Regions from separate parts of the Mus musculus genome. Here region 2 is linked to region 1. Evidence: chromatin contacts called from public Hi-C data. All regions are on one chromosome and are shown on one strand. Each heading gives the region's core, a stretch centred on a gene start, on an enhancer-like site or on the middle of the called end of the contact. The rest is flanking DNA. Distances are from core to core; before and after follow the strand shown. Region 1 overlaps Gm29538 (predicted gene 29538). Region 2 has its middle 19 kb from the start of Arl4c.

Evidence for each region. Hi-C and Micro-C count contacts between places; a contact is called where the count stands out from the background.
Region 2: a Hi-C map of CD8 T cells shows a contact between it and region 1, with 2.6 times the contacts expected there. The contact joins two enhancer-like sites. A contact is called at or near these places in 33 of 484 Hi-C or Micro-C datasets (CD4 T cells, CD8 T cells, DN3 thymocytes and 24 more) and 9 of 115 datasets of contacts at active chromatin or transcription factors (CD8 T cells, double positive thymocytes, embryonic basal ganglia and 4 more).

Annotation. Positions count from the first base shown.
Region 1 is chr1:88,449,057-88,456,724 of GRCm38.p6, reverse strand. The region is part of intron 1 of Gm29538 (predicted gene 29538); the gene reads left to right. Among named protein-coding and RNA genes, the nearest start is that of Gm28888, 7.3 kb to the left of the region's middle. Within about 2 kb of position 4,269, at least 25 of the 459 cell types and tissues checked have an H3K27ac peak or open chromatin away from gene starts, as enhancers often do. A contact at or near this core is called in CD8 T cells, where this site is marked.
Region 2 is chr1:88,717,583-88,725,250 of GRCm38.p6, reverse strand. No RefSeq gene overlaps it. Among named protein-coding and RNA genes, the nearest start is that of Arl4c, 19 kb to the right of the region's middle. Within about 2 kb of position 5,095, at least 19 of the 459 cell types and tissues checked have an H3K27ac peak or open chromatin away from gene starts, as enhancers often do. A contact at or near this core is called in CD8 T cells, where this site is marked.

The DNA of each region.
Region 1 (7,668 bases), core at 3,020-5,519:
AGGCGACGGCTATGTAGCTTTTAGTCTACCAAGCCTATTAAGTTTGTTATTCTCAAGGGAAAATTAGCACGGGGTGACACCGAACACTGGGTTAGATCTGTGAATCGCGGGCTAATGAACATGTATGTATACTTAAATATATTCCAGAAACCCAAGGGCTATTATTATACCTGTAGGAAAAGGAATTAGAAAACTATTGTCTAGCATGGCACAATGAGTCTGCTGAGAATAACCTGTAATTAACTGCAGCCGAGTTCATTCTGGGATTCCTTACAAGGCTCCCCACACACACCATTTCCAGCCGGCGTGGACACCAGCATTCAGCTCAGAACAAGCTGCAACCACACTTTGGCTCTCTAATTTGTTAATAAAATCATCTATCTCCCATCTCCAATGATTGTGCTACTGTTTTATAGCATAATTATTCTGGCCCTGGATTTTAGTGGTAGGAAACGGCCCATGGCTTTTTTTTTTTGGATTGGTGTTGCATGTTCTATTGTGAGATTGTTAGTTGAGGCCAAGGGGAAGACAGTGGAGGCTTGGGGAAAACCAGTGTTTCAGAGCTCACAGATATCTAGAGGCAAGAGGGAGTGTCTTGAGGCAGACTCACATGGAGAAGCTACCCTAGGAGAATGGGATAAGGGGAAAGCTTGGCCGAAGCCTGCATTCTGACTTCCATGGATAAGGAAGGCAGGGCAGCAGGAAAATGTGTGACTGGCTAGCTGGATCACTGCACCAGCTCTGGACTGGAGGAGTGGCCCCCAGCTGCTCCTGGCACTAGGCTGGATCAGACAGGAATACCGTCCCCAGGTCCTATGTGCAGACAGGGAAGGTCACTCTGGGTGAAGCCGGTACATAGCAGAGATACAGCTGTACTCTGTGTCTTCTTTAAGAATGGGCAAGCCCTGACAGGACCACTGCCTCCCCAGACCCAGCAGAGGAGCATCACCACTTTCACAAACTTGAAAATGGCCTGTTGTTCAAAGGAAACACATTGCAAGCTCCCAGTTCAAACAAAGGTGGGCTGGCTGCATTTTAAATGCCTTCATCTCATTTCTCACTTAAAAAAAAAAATCCATAAAAACGACACTGGAGACAGTGGTCTGTGGTGGAGGTCTGGCCTGGCATGCACAGAGCCCTGGGTTCAACCCCCAGTAACACACACACACACACACACACACACACACACACATTTTAAATAAAATCTATAAAGATAATCAGATGTACATAGCATGAGTCTGAGGTCAGCTTGAAGATAAAATTCCTAAACTGTGTGAGGGAGCTCAGACAAACACACTGTGTCATCTAAAGGTGCAAAACCAAAATTAAATAATTTCGATTCTTTACAATTCCCACCTGCCAGTTAGTTGAGTTTGCTCCCTCCCTCTCCCCTCCCCCTCCCCTCCCCCTCCCCTCCCTCCCTCTCCCCTCCCTCTGTCCTCCCCCCTCCTCCCCCTTCTTTCTTCCTCTCTCCCACTCTGGGAAAAACAAACTAAGAAGCTGGCAAAAGGCAGACAGTTCTCCTGAAGGAGTTAGGTGATAGGTTTGAGCCCAGTACTCTCCCAGCAAGCCGCTGGGAGCCACAGACCTCTGACCACTGGGAGCCACAGACCTCTGGCTGCTGACTGTCACTCCCTGGAGCACAGGGAAGCACAGAGGCTGCTGTGGTCTGGGGTCTCCCCACCCAAGAGCAGAAGGAGTTGAAGGCTGGTAGTCCTACCTGCAGAGGAAGGCACAGCACTCGCTAAAAATTAACATCCTGACCCTCTAGCCAGCTCAGTTAGGGAAAACCAAAGGACTGTTGGAACAGGAAAGGAGCCAAGTTAGTTCTTCAGTAATGAGACGTCATCATTGCCACTGGTGTTGAGTGCCGGCCTACAGCAGGGCTGGTCTTCAGAGCATCCTCAGATGGAATATTACAGAATGGCTTCTACTGTGTAGTCAAGGGCAAAGTGCAGGGGCTGGTTTTCTGCCTCTGGTTAGTGTAGCTTATTAGAATTTGTCTAAAAACCTCTGTAAATCTATCTATCATCTACCTATCTATCTATCTATCTATCTATAATATATAATAAATTAATATAGTAAAATCACTCAATATATTAATTATTATATATAATATAAATATAATATGTATTAATCTATGCATCATCTACATATCTGTCTTACATATCTGTCATCTACCCATCCCTCATCTGTCTATTATCTATCTATCCTGTGTGTGTGTTGGCTTACAGGTGATTCCACTAGGCTCCTCTTAGGTACCTGTGCCATCACCTGCACGGGCCAGTTTCAGGTGTTCTACAAAAGGACAGCTTGCCACCCCAGTTCTGTCACTATCTGTTCCCACATGTTTCCAGCCGGTCTCTCTCTCTCCCCCTTTCTGTCCTTCTCTCTGCCCCCGCTTCTCTGCCCTCATGGCTCTGCTCATCTGTCACCCCTGTCCCTTCTCCACACCCTCACTCCCCTCTCTTCCCCCAAATAAACCTCCTTTATACCAGATCTGCTGCATGCTGTGATTTCTCAGGGGACACCTTGACATGAGCCCACCAGGTAGCCCCCATGCCCCATTGTATTATATTTTATAACTGTGTTTATCATTATTTTTACCTATCTTCCTACGGTCTCTCACCTACCTATTCTTCACCCATCTACTATTTACATCCACCTATATGTCTATGAAATCCATCTATCTACCAGCCTGTCATTTTTTATACTACTTGTTTACAACAAATATCTGGAATCTACCAGCCCCAAGGGAAACAGAGAGGGCAAACTCTGTCCCAATATGTCTGAAAATGCTTAACCTCCAAGAGCGGCACTGTCTTCATTTTTTTTTAAGCGAGCAAGAGCCCCCACCTCCCCAAACCACAGACATCCACCGGCCTGGGCCCTCCCTCACCAGCTCCTGCCTAGAGATAGGATGCAAATGAGGTGAATAATTAGCTTTAGTAATTGGAAACGTGAGGGAAGACACCCAAAACCTCTCCCAGAAATACCACTTACATTCTGAGGAGCAGAAAAATTCGTTCACAAATTACTTCCCACCTATTCTATCAGCATTTCATTTCTGACCCATTTATTTATTTATTTATTTATTTATTTATGCCACACGCCATATCCTGCTGTCCCCTGATTGCTTACCTGGCAACGACTTTCTTTGATGAAGACAAAGCTTTTCCTTGCCCCTCCTTATGCTCCCATTAGCATAAATATCACCCCCTTCAGTGTCTCCTTTCACCAAGAGCTGCTGTTCTGCCTACCTTGTTGATTTGCAGATTTCTCTTCTGTGTGTGAGCACACAGCACCGTCTTTCCTGCAGGGTCTAGTCCTGTCTGTCCAGGTATCCCTAGTATCCTGCACAGAGCCTGCTTTTACGCTTGTCCATTCACTGCCAAGGAATCCAGTCAGCTGGCCTATATTATTCCAAACACTCCAACCTCAGTTCACAGCCTGCTTCCTTCCCTCTGACTAAAAGCCCAAGATCCTAGGTCAGGGTCACCACACAGGACAGGCCCAATGTGGGGAAACCACAGTACTGCAAACACAATAGAAACTTGACTGCGAAGTCAATCCAGTTATTTGGTACAAGCTACATCTTCCCTAAACTCATGGCTTTATCTATAAACGCGTTTGTCTACTCTCTGTCTCAACTGCTGTGTTAAATGCTAGGCAGAGGGCTCTGTCTGTCAGTGTCCGATGCAGAACTGTGGGAACCTGAGCTCAGACCACCGCCCCTCCCCCACCCCTGACCATATTAAAAAGCCTGCTGCAAGGTCCGTCTGATGCCACACAGCATGGGTGGGTGGAAGACATTCAGAGGCCTGTCAGCCTCATGGCCTACTCACCTCAGCAGCTACGGTGATGTGTAAGTATATGGTGTGATTAGAGAGAAAGAGAAGCCGAACTGGAGACTTGAGGGTGGGGAGCCCAATGTGAGTAGCCTGAGTCCTGTAGCAGCAGGGGTCTGTGTCAATGTCCATGTTATCACCAAAGGCCATGCAGACGTCCCCTGTATGGGCTGCTGCCTGGGACCCAAGGGCTGTGCAGAGCTGACCCTGCCTCTTTCTGGTTGTGGCACTTTGGATGGGCTACTGGAGCAGAGCTGGAGAGCTTGTCCCTGTGGTGTGAATTCAGGTTAGCGGGTGGGCTGACCAACTCAGCTAGCGTCCAGGCCCAGGTCCAGGGCTTGGAGTTGACACCACAACGCCTACCCCATGTATGAACTGCTGGAGCTCATAAAGAGGCCGGTCCTACAGATCCAAAGCTGATAACTGAGAGGAACCCCAGAGAGGCTCCAGTACCAATAGTGCCTCGAACCAGACCAATGACTCATTCCATAAACACTGGCAAGTAAAGATGCTTAGTCAAAAGGGCACAACAGTGTGATACACCATGACACACTGCAGCTTGCAGGGCGAGATCTTCCTTCTTTCCTTCCTTCCTTCCTTCCTTCCTTCCTTCCTTCCTTCCTTCCTTCCTTCCTTCCTTTCTTTCTTTCTTTCTTTCTTTCTTTCTTTCTTTCTTTCTTTCTTTCTTTCTTTCTTTCTCTGTTTCTGTTTTTACTTTTTTGTTTTCTTGAGGGCTGGGGAGAAGGAGGTTTCAAGGGCCAAGGGCAGGCAGATACAGAGACAGGGAGATAGATGAATGGGACTCGGGGTTCACGATGTGAAAGTCACAAAGAATCAATAAAAAAGTTAAAAAGTAAATAAAGAGCCTGCTGTGCAGTAGACACATGCCTACCACCCCCTCTGTAGAGACAGAGACGGCAGCATCTGTCGGAGCTTACAAGTCCGCTGGCCTTGCCAAATCCCTGAGCTCCAGGTTCAGTGTGAGGCCCCATCTCAAAAAATATTGGTGGAGAAGCAACTCAGGAAGACATCCTATATTGATATCTACATGAACATACTATGTATGCACACACCCACACAAACACCACACACACACACACACACACACACACACACACACACACACACAATGCCTATAGCCCCCTAAAGCCCTAAGATGTTATGATGCCTGGTTTTACATAAATAAAATCTGTCATAAAGTAGTTGAGTGTACACTACTATTCTTTTAAGTATAAACAGATGACATGAATGTGTAGCGCTCAATGGTTCTTACATCGTACAACCAAAATAAAAGGGTGAAAGAGGTCAGAAGGGCCACCAGAAGAGCTGGCCAGGCTTCCCAGGAGCATGGTGGTGTGCAGCAAGGACCGCAGAGAACAGCTGGCAGCATGGAGGGCTGTCCCAAGCTGTGATGCTGCTGGGTGCAAAGTCAGCCCACGGTGCCAACCTGTGGGTACCACAAGACAAGATTGTCATTTTTAAAAGAGGCATCATAGAAAGATGGAAAATCAAAGGCGCCTGTATTTCAGTGGAGAAGCCATTATACACCATATAAAGAAATCAAACATGAGTGACTATTTTAAAGATTTATTGCAAAATTCAATTCCAGGTATTCAGGGTACTTCAAGCTCGCAATTATTTTTCTGTCACTGTGTAACTGAGTAATTCTAACTGTTCATTATACAGTCTCCGAAGGAAAATTGCTGGCTGGTCAGCACGTTTCCATCTTTGGTTGACCTGGCCACTCACTACAGTGTGGGCAGGGGGCTTATTTTCTCTTCCAATTTGCCTAAAAATATTCTCACACAGCCCAAGGAGAAAAGGGATCTAGGCCTGACAGCCATTCCTTCTGAAGCAGAAATTGTAACCAAGTTCACAGAGCCTGACAACTCACTGCTGTGCATAAAATGTGGCGGCCAAAACTGTGAAAGACTAAAGGTTTGTTAATGTAATTACCGCAGGAGAACTTTACACATCCTCTGCAGTGGGTTAAAGTTAGAACCGGAAGCCCTAAGGTTGTTTCTGTTTCAGTTGCTTCTTCCCGTACCATTGAATTCTCAATTGTAAATGATGACTTTGTGACAAGTTTCTATTCTTTCCAAGTCAAATAGATGTGCATCTCTGGGGCTGGCCACAGTGGAGTCTCAGCACTGTGCATGCTTTCAATAAGTAGATGTTGAGAGTAAGAGACAGTGCTTCCTAGAAAGAGGCCAGCCCAAGAAGAGAATCACCTAGAGACGGACAGATGGACAGACAGAAGGACTCTCAGCATCACCCCGGTTTAAAGTCTGGAAGTGGTTTCCATGCTATACTGTAAGGTTAAAGAGCCCAGCATTCAGAAAGGCCAGCATGGCAAAATACAGAAAGGGGAGAGCTACAAAGAGGAATGGTTCTAGTGAAAGCCAGAGAGAAACCTCCAAATGTTTTGATTTGTGTTGATCTGAGTGTGTGAGAGGTAACTGAGTCCAGAAAAGACTCTCCAGAAGGTGGAATCTAGAACAACTCTCTAAACTCACGTAGGGCTCTTCTCTCCATCACAGAAAGGGCTTTTGATAATGAAACAATAGATTACATCCTCAGAAAATAATTGGTTTGATGGAATCAGGGGAGTGGTTGTCTAGGCATTTTCCTAGATTCAAAAGAATCCTGGGCCAGCCCTAGAAAACCTTGAACACGAGCCTCAAAACTATTGACTAGAATCCATGTGACTTCAGTGAGAAAACAAAATTCAAAGAATCCCAAAAAGTATAACATTCTTGAGACTCATGGCTACAGTATCCCATGTCCAATAAGACTCCCCACCCAAAGGGGTGGTAGACAAACTGCTCACATGATAGAGAGGACTGAACTAGCAGGAAAGGGTGATTATCATAAACGGTCACCACACATTCAAGTCCTTACAGGAACCATGATCACAATAAAGTGGGAAGTGTAGCAATGGCACTGGTCCAAGTAGGACACCCAGAGATGAAGATAAAAAATGTAGACCACTGGATGAGATGGACAGCACCCAGCCATGCAGAAGAAATCAGTGGGCACAAACACAATAAGGCAAACTATTAAAAATGAAATTAAAAAGAGAGAGGTGTAGCCAGAATGCTAGTGACATAGGGAAACGGCAGAGCATCTAAACCACATGGAAAGAATCACAGAATACACTAATACACACATACACACGCACACACACACACACATGCACACACACATATGCACACACACGTGCACACGTACACACACACACGTACACGCACTCTCTCTCTCTCTCTCTCTCTCTGTATGTGTCTCTCTCTCTCTCTCTCTTACCTCTCTCTTTCTCCTGATCAAAAGAAACCTGGGGCTGGAGAGATGGCTCAATGGTTAAGAACACTGATTGTTCTTCCAGAATACCAAGGTTTGATTTCCAGCCCCTATGTGACAGCTACAATTTATAATTCCAGTTCCAGGGGAATCTTTTGCCCTTTACTGGCCTATCTGGGCACTGCATACATATGGTGCGTAGACATCCATGCAGGCAAATTCCTATACACATGGAGGAGGATGAGAAGTTGGGGGGTGAGGGGAGGAGGAGGAAACAGGGCCGAAAAGATGGCTCAATGGTTAGAATGTGCACTTATCTTACAGAAGACTCATTCAGTTCCCAGTACCATGTCAGGTGGCTTGCAAGTGTCTTTAACTCCACCTCCAGGGGGATCTGATTCATTTTTCTGTCCTCTGTAGGTGTGTATGCTCACTCATGAGCACACACACGCGTGCACACACACACACACACATACACCACTCATACATAAATCTTCAAAAAAGGAGACACAGTCTGCATGTT
Region 2 (7,668 bases), core at 3,846-6,345, 270 kb before region 1:
ACAACTTATCATCTACATTGCCAGACCATACCTATCACAGAAGCAGGGACTGAAGACCAAAACAGGTTTCAGCCAACTCATGTCTTGGGGAGGCTGCCCTCACTCAGCAGGGCTGCCATAGAATTTGAAGCAATGATGGAGTGGGTGGCCCAGCTAAGGGCTAGTGTAGAAATTAATCACCTCTCTCACAGGGCCTTTTTGTGTTCCTGTAATAAAATACCCTGACCAAACTCAACCTAGGGAAGAAAGGGATATTTTTAGCTTACAAATTAAGGTTACAGTCCATTATTTTTGGAAAGTCAAGCCAAAAACTCAAAGGATCACATCCACAAGCTTGGTCCACAAGCATCAAGGGACAAAGAGAAAATAAATACACGAATCATCACTTGCGTGCTCTCAGCTCCATCTCTTCTCTCTTATACACCTCAGGAGCCCTGCCTAGGGAATGCACTGCCCACAGTGGGCGGGGTCTTCCTACATTAATTCACTATCTAGGCAACCATTGATAGACATGCCCACAAGCTAATATTATCTACGGAACTCCTCATTAAGATTCATTTTCCAGGTGATTCTGGCTGGCGTTGGGTTGGCAGTTAAAACTAATCAGCATGAAGCTCCTTTCTGACCTCCTAGCTGTTGCCGTGGTAGGAGTCAGGGCCTTCCTGCCTTGAAGTCCTCCATTATTGCTGATTCCTGTCTAATACCTCAGAATCTTCACTGAGGATCAAAGAAGACTCTTTTTGCTTTGCCAAGCTGAGAGTTATTTATAGATTTTCTTTTTAAAAATGAAAGATTCTGAATTCCAAGAAAATTAGCTAGAAGGCTTGCCAGCAAGACCCTTCATTTTCTCTCACTTTGCCATTGGACAATGTCTAGCTGCTCTCCACACTTACTTCTGAGCCTCTATTTGGGCATTTCCAGCTGCCTTCGTCAACTCAGGTTGACACCACAAAATGCCACAGGCTGGGAGCCTTAAACAGCGGTGTTTGCTTCCTCGAAATCTTGAGGTTGGGAATTCAAGATGTTCAGACTGGATTGGTGTCTAGAGAAGGGCTTTCCCTGGTTACAGATCACCTAGAAGCTATCTGCTCCACAGCCTTTACTCTCAAGAAGTGGGAAGGGAGAAGGCATTTTTGGTTTCTATTGTTTGATTTCTGCTGCTGTGATAAATAGCACAATAGAAAACAACTTAGGGAGGGAAGGGTTTGTTTTAGCTCAGAGTTCCAAGTTTTTTTATATTATATATATATATATTCAAGTGCAGAGTAAAAACAGATACATTCATTTTTACTTATCTGCTTGTACTCAGTTTCATTTCCCCATTCATGCAGTCAGGATTCCTCCAGCCTAGGTAATGGTGCCACCCACAGTGGACTGGATCTTCCCATATCAACTAATCAAGACTATCCCAATCAGACATGCAAATAGTCTGATGGGGATGTATGAATGATCTCTTGTGAAGACTCTTTCCCCAGGTAATTTTAGTTTGTGTCAAGACGACAATTAATGCTTGTCATCACAGTGTCCTTCTTATGATATCACTCATCTTATCACCCATGTGGTGACATCACTTTAGTTTGTCTTAGACCATTTTGTTGCTGTAGCAGAATATGATAATCCCTGTTATCTATAAAGAACAGGAATTCATTCCTCACTGTTTGGAGGCTGGAAGGTTCGAAGTCAAGGCACCAGTGGACAAGGTGTCTGGTAAAGGCTGTTCTCTGCTGCCTGTTGCTGCATCCCACCCCCTAAAGGTAACAGTGTTTTTGCCTTCAGGTCAAAGCACCAGACAGCTCTGAGCTTCTTTCATAAAGACATTATTTAAGTTATGTTTTCCATCGCTGTAACAGAATGCCTGGAAACAAAGCAACTTAAAGAAGGAAGGGTCCGCTGTGGCTCACGGTTTGGGGGTACAGGCCATTGTGACTAGGGAAGTGTGGCATCAAAAGCAGCCCCAGTTGTGACTACAGGGCTCGTCCCATTTTATCTATAGCTAGAAAGAAGAGATGAATGGTGATTTTCCATTCCTTTTCTTTCTTAATCAGTTCTGAACTCCAGTCAATAGGGTCCATAGGTTCTTCAGGGTCAGCCCTTCCTCTTTGGACATGTAAGTGTGTCTCCTAAGTGATTTTTGTTGTTGTTGTTGTTTTGAGAGGATTTCTCTGTCTAACCCTGGCTGTCCTGGAACTCATTCTGTAGACCAGGCTGGCCTCGAACTCGGAAATCTGCCTGCCTCTGCCTCCCGAGTGCTGGGATTAAAGCCGTGCGCCACCACTGCCCAACTCCTACGAGATTCTTAATCTAATTGTCCGGGTTTTGCTTTTTGTTTTTGTTTTGTCAACTTGACATGAATGATCTTGCAAAAGAAACCTTAATTAAGAAAATGTCACCTAGGTGCTGTGGGAGCCGCGGGTTACCGTGCAGACGTGGCCAAGTTCAAGAACCACACCACACACAACCAGTCCTGAAAATGATGCAGAAAAGGCATCAAGAAAGCCTGGTCACAAAGATACAAATCTCTTAGGGGGTTGACCCCACGTTCCTGAGAAACATGCGCTTTGCCAAGAAGCACAAGAAGAAAGGCCTGAAGAAGATGCAGGCCAACAATGCAAAGGCAGTGAGGGAACATGCAGAGACCTTGTGAAGCCTGAGGCCATCCCAAGATGCCAAAGGGCCTCAGCCGCAAACTCAGCCACCTGGCTTTCATTGATCACCCCAAACTTGAGAAGCAGATTCTACGCTACATGGCCAAGGGTCAAAGGCTCTGCCAACCGAAGCCTAAGGTTCAAACCAAGGCAGAGGCCAAAGCTCCAGCTAAGACCCAGGCTTCAGCTCCAGCCCAGGCTCCCAAAGGTGCCCAGGCCCCTGTGAAGGCACCATAGAAAAGGCTTCTGCCCATATGAAGACAGATGGACTGCTGTGACACACCACCACACACTATTTGCAGATGACCAGTGTCCTATGCTGTTTTTACAAATAAACGTGAGGCAAGATTGAAGAAGAAGAAGAAGAAGGAGGAGGAGGAGGAGGAGGAGGAGGAGGAGGAGGAAAGGAAGGAAGGAAGGAAGGAAGGAAGGAAGGAAGGAAGGAAGGAAGGAAGGAAAGAAAGAAAGAAAGAAAGAAAGAAAGAAAGAAAGAAAGAAAGAAAGAAAGAAAGAAAGAAAATCTCCATAAGATTAGCCCGTAGACATGCTTGTGAGCATTTAGTGGTTGATGTCGGAGGGCCCAGCTCATTATGGGTGGTGCCACCCCTGAGCTGATGGTCTTGCGTTGCATAAGAAAACAAGCTGAGTAAGCCATGAGAAGCAGGCTAACAAGCAGTATCCTCCATGGCCTCTGCATCAGTTCCTAACTCCAGGTTCCTGCCTTTGAGGTCCAGCCCTGACCTCTGCTATATTATAAGATTATAAGATGTAATAATAAGGGGAAAATAAACCTGTTCCTCCCGAGTTGCTTTTGGTCATAGTGTTTTATTTTATCAACACAAACTTTAACTAATCGAATTGTCGATGAACCATCACAGGCATCAGCCCCTCTCCTGAGAGCAGAGCCCTGAAAGCATAATCCCCTTTCAAAGGTCCATGTCTCTTCCTATTATCAAATCAAATGTTAGGATCCAGCGGGGATTTTGGAAGGATTCAAACATCCTAACTATAGCAAACCTTAATTGCCCACCAAAGGCCCAATCTCTCACAGAGGAGGACACCCCCACCATTCCGAGATTTTGCCTGAGACTATAACAAAAGACAGATAAGAGGAAAAGGAATAGAAGTCTGTCAACAAGAATATCAAGCCTACAACACACGGGGTGCCCGCTAGCGAATCGTTTGAAGAGGCAGTTTGGACCTCCAGCTCATCTTTAAAAAGAATAACAATATTCTGGAGAAATGGCAGAGGTGAGAGAGTGGCTTCAGCTCTCCAAGGCTGAGAAACCATGAGACCATAATCTGGGTTATGGATGTGGGTCCTGGATGTGGATCCCTCTGGAACCCTCTCTGGAGAGAGAGGCTTCAGGCTAGAGGAGGAAGTAGACAGCCTTTCCCACATTTGCAGAAAAGAAAGAGTAGGGCGCTTTCCCCACACCACCACCACAGAGAAGGAGCAGAGAGGCGGGTTTCCCTGCCTTTAGGCAGAGGCGGGTAGAGGGCGCTCCCTGCATTTTCTACTGCATTGTTACCCTCAGCTCAAAGCAGTTCTCCTGTCAAAGAGATAGATTTTTGGGTCAACACGTTGTTGCTTTTCTCCTTCCACAGACAGACTCATCGGAGTTAGGATTTCAAGGTACAATCCGAGGAGACAAGGTTCGGTCTTTCAAGAATGCTTAGATTTGTTCAGAGATCGGGGTGTGAGTGGAAAGGCTTTCTCCCCACTCCTTTGTTCTAGGAGCTCTGTAGAGAATAGTTCTGTTTGTGCACACAGCCAGCCCACATCCTCTGGTCCCTGTCCTGCCCACTGACTTACGCTGGTTAGTGTGCATTTCTGAGATGCATGCATCCCTTCCCTACTCTTAGCTCTGTGGCTCTTGTTTCTGTCTGACTGGACTCAGCCAGAGGATAGCAGGGCACACCATTGAAGGATTAATGCCCCTCTGCCCTCCCCTGCCTACCTGGCTCCTCCGTGGCACACTTCCTCCCTCCCCTTTCTTTCTCTTTCCTGATTTTGAAATCTCAGCTCTAATTTAATGTTTCCATCTTCAGTTATTAAGCCTTCCTTTAGTGCTTGAGAGCATCAGGGAGGTCGAGGAGACACCTGGGGCCCAGAAAGGCCTCCCTGTGCACCCAGAGCTCTAGTCACTCCTGTGCCCTGGACTTTTGGTCACTTTCCATGAAGGCTAAGCATCATAGAGAAGTCTGAGGATGCATCCTTCTGCTTACACATGTCCCAGTTGCTGGACACATCTTTTGTAGTAAATTACACATCTAGAGACAGATTGAAGGTCCTGGAGCTGGTGGGTGCCCACACCCTGAGACAACTATACCACATCTTCTCCCTCCTGTTGTCCAAATAGTTCAGTTCAGTATAGAACACATACTTACTTCTTCCTATTCTTGAGAAGGAATGACCATCTCAATTTACAGAACTCTACTTCGCTGATTTTCCTCAGCTTGGTAATTGTAGGCTCCAGTTGCAGGATCCTCCTTACATTCCACAAATATCCTTCAGTCTGAACCCTTTGAAAATCTAGAACATATGGACTCTCTCTCCAAGAAAACAAACACTCAATTTTGAATTGCCATTCTATCTCAGGGGTTGCAGAACTATGACAAAGTCTGCACAAAAGTCTGGATCCTCTCTCTATTATAGATAATGATGCAGGTCAGAGATACCAGAAGAACCGGTTAAAACTTGCATGCTCTCAATTCCACATTAAAGCAGAATCATTACGGGCATGTGCCAAAAAATCTGCATGTTTAATAAGCATTCTGGGTGGTCTACATTCACAGTCAACATTGAGAAGGGTTTTTCCAGATCGTTAAACTAAACTCACTACTTCTGAAACTATTCAAATGACCTGGCTCTCAACTCATGTTCAATGCCTATACTATTTTACCAATCCGATTAATCATGGCTTGCCTTCCACTGAGTGGAGGACTTAGACCGCCCGCCATCTTGTCTTCTTTAACTGTCTTCCAAACCAGTCTCTCTGGTACATGTTGGATACTGGTTATTTTTGTGAAGTTTCTAATTTTGAAAAGTGGTCAGAGTTTCTTTTGCTCAATTCCGTCTGAGAGTGTAAAGCTACCAGAGATCTCAGTGAAGTGTTGCCCCTAACTGCAGCCCTTCTGTTGTCTAAGTCTCTTGAGTCTGGCCCAGTAGCTCTTCTCCTTGTCTTTATTCTTGTCCAGCTGTAGACACCCCCTGATCTCTTTAGGTAATCCCTTCCTTGGTTGTGAATCACATGCATTCTCCTTTATCTCCTGTTCTTCCTAGAATACTACTCTCCTTTTTTTTTCCATTAAAAAAAATTGCAATCTGTTAGATAGGAAAGAAACAGATTGGATGCAAGAAATTCTGCAAAGCAAGATGTTAGGAAGGGATGCTTCTGAGATATTTTGGGATAATAGTAATAGTACTAGCAAAGATCTATTGAGCACCAAGGCTTGGCTCTGTGCTCTTGTGTGTTTTATGCATTGATTAACTTATGTGATTCTCTAGAGGACCATAGGAAGTAGACTTTAGGGCCATACCAACCCTGCACTTAGGGAAACTCAAGCACAGAGAAGTTATATAGCCCTGTCCTCCAGGGCAGCACACACCACATCCTAGCTGCAAATAGAAGGTGCCAGCCTATATTCCCCAAGTTACTCGAGGCTCTTTTAAGGGGTGATCAGTAGCACACCACCACCCACTCCCCATGACTAGTGCCTCCTTCTTATTTAATCCCTTGAGTCCTCAGAGCACCCACGGAATGCTGGCATAGCCCTGGACTTTTTATAGATGAGAAAAAATAAGGCTGAGAGCAGTTGGGCAAGTCTCCGTAATTGCAGAGCCAACAGGCAGAAAATCCAAGGCTCCCACTCAAGTCCATCTGACTCCAAAGCCTTGGCTCTCAATTACTCTGTGACTTGCTTACACATGTGTGCCCATATGTGCCCATGTGTGTGTGTGTGTGTGTTTGTTCATGTTCTGTCTCCACATGAATGTTCAGAATTAAACAACAACACTATTGCTAATGCTATTTCCTGCCAACAGCACATGGCTGTGGATGTGTTTCGACTGTCAATCACAGCATCAATGTCCCTGGGATTCAATCACCCATGTGGAGTGCTGACTGCAAAGGTCTAAGCTTTACGCACTCCATTAACAGGGGGAAAAAGCCAGACCATATCTCTTCTCCAGTGTTCAGGTTGATTGTGTGATAGGATTGTGGCTCTGGGGCATCGTAATGGTTAACCTTGATTTGTCAACTTGATGGGATTTAGAATCACCATGGAAACAAACCTCTGTGCATGTCTGCAAGGGAATCCAAAGGTTCAGTTGCTTGAAGTGGGAAGATTCACTCTAAATGTGGATCGCACCATCAGTTGGGGTTGAGTCCTGGACAGAATAAAAAGGAGAAGCGCTAAGTACCAGTATTGGTTTCTTCTCCCCACCCCACCCCGTTCTCCCCCTCCCCACCGCCCCCGTTTTCCTGCGACAGACACAGCGTGGCCTGCTGCCTCACCCTCCTGCCCCCATGCCTTCTCCACCATCACAGACTGTGTCTTCACAGTGTCGTCTAAAACAGGCCCTTCCTTTCTTTAGTTGTGTGGTTGTCCGTAGTCTCAAGCATTTGAACATTTGGCCTCCGCTTGGTGGCGCTTCTCTGGGAGGTTTAGGGGGCGTGGTCTTGCTGGATGAAGTGTGTCACTGAGGGTGGACTTTGAGATCAGAAGCTTTTGATTTCAGTTCACGCTCTCTGTGAGCTTACAGTTCAAGATTTGAATGCTCGGCTTCCTGTTCCTGCTGCCGTGCCTGAGGCTGCTTCTGTGTCTCTGCTCTGCCGTAGTGGTTTCTTATCCCCCTGGAGCCATGATATAAGATAAACTCTCTGGTCCTCAAGTTGTCCTTGGCCATAGTATATTTATCATATCCAAAGAAAAGGAGCCAATACAGTTGCTTTCGTCTGATATTTTGTCACAGAAGAAGGAATGCAAGTGGTACCCTGGGGGCAGTAGGCTTAACTGT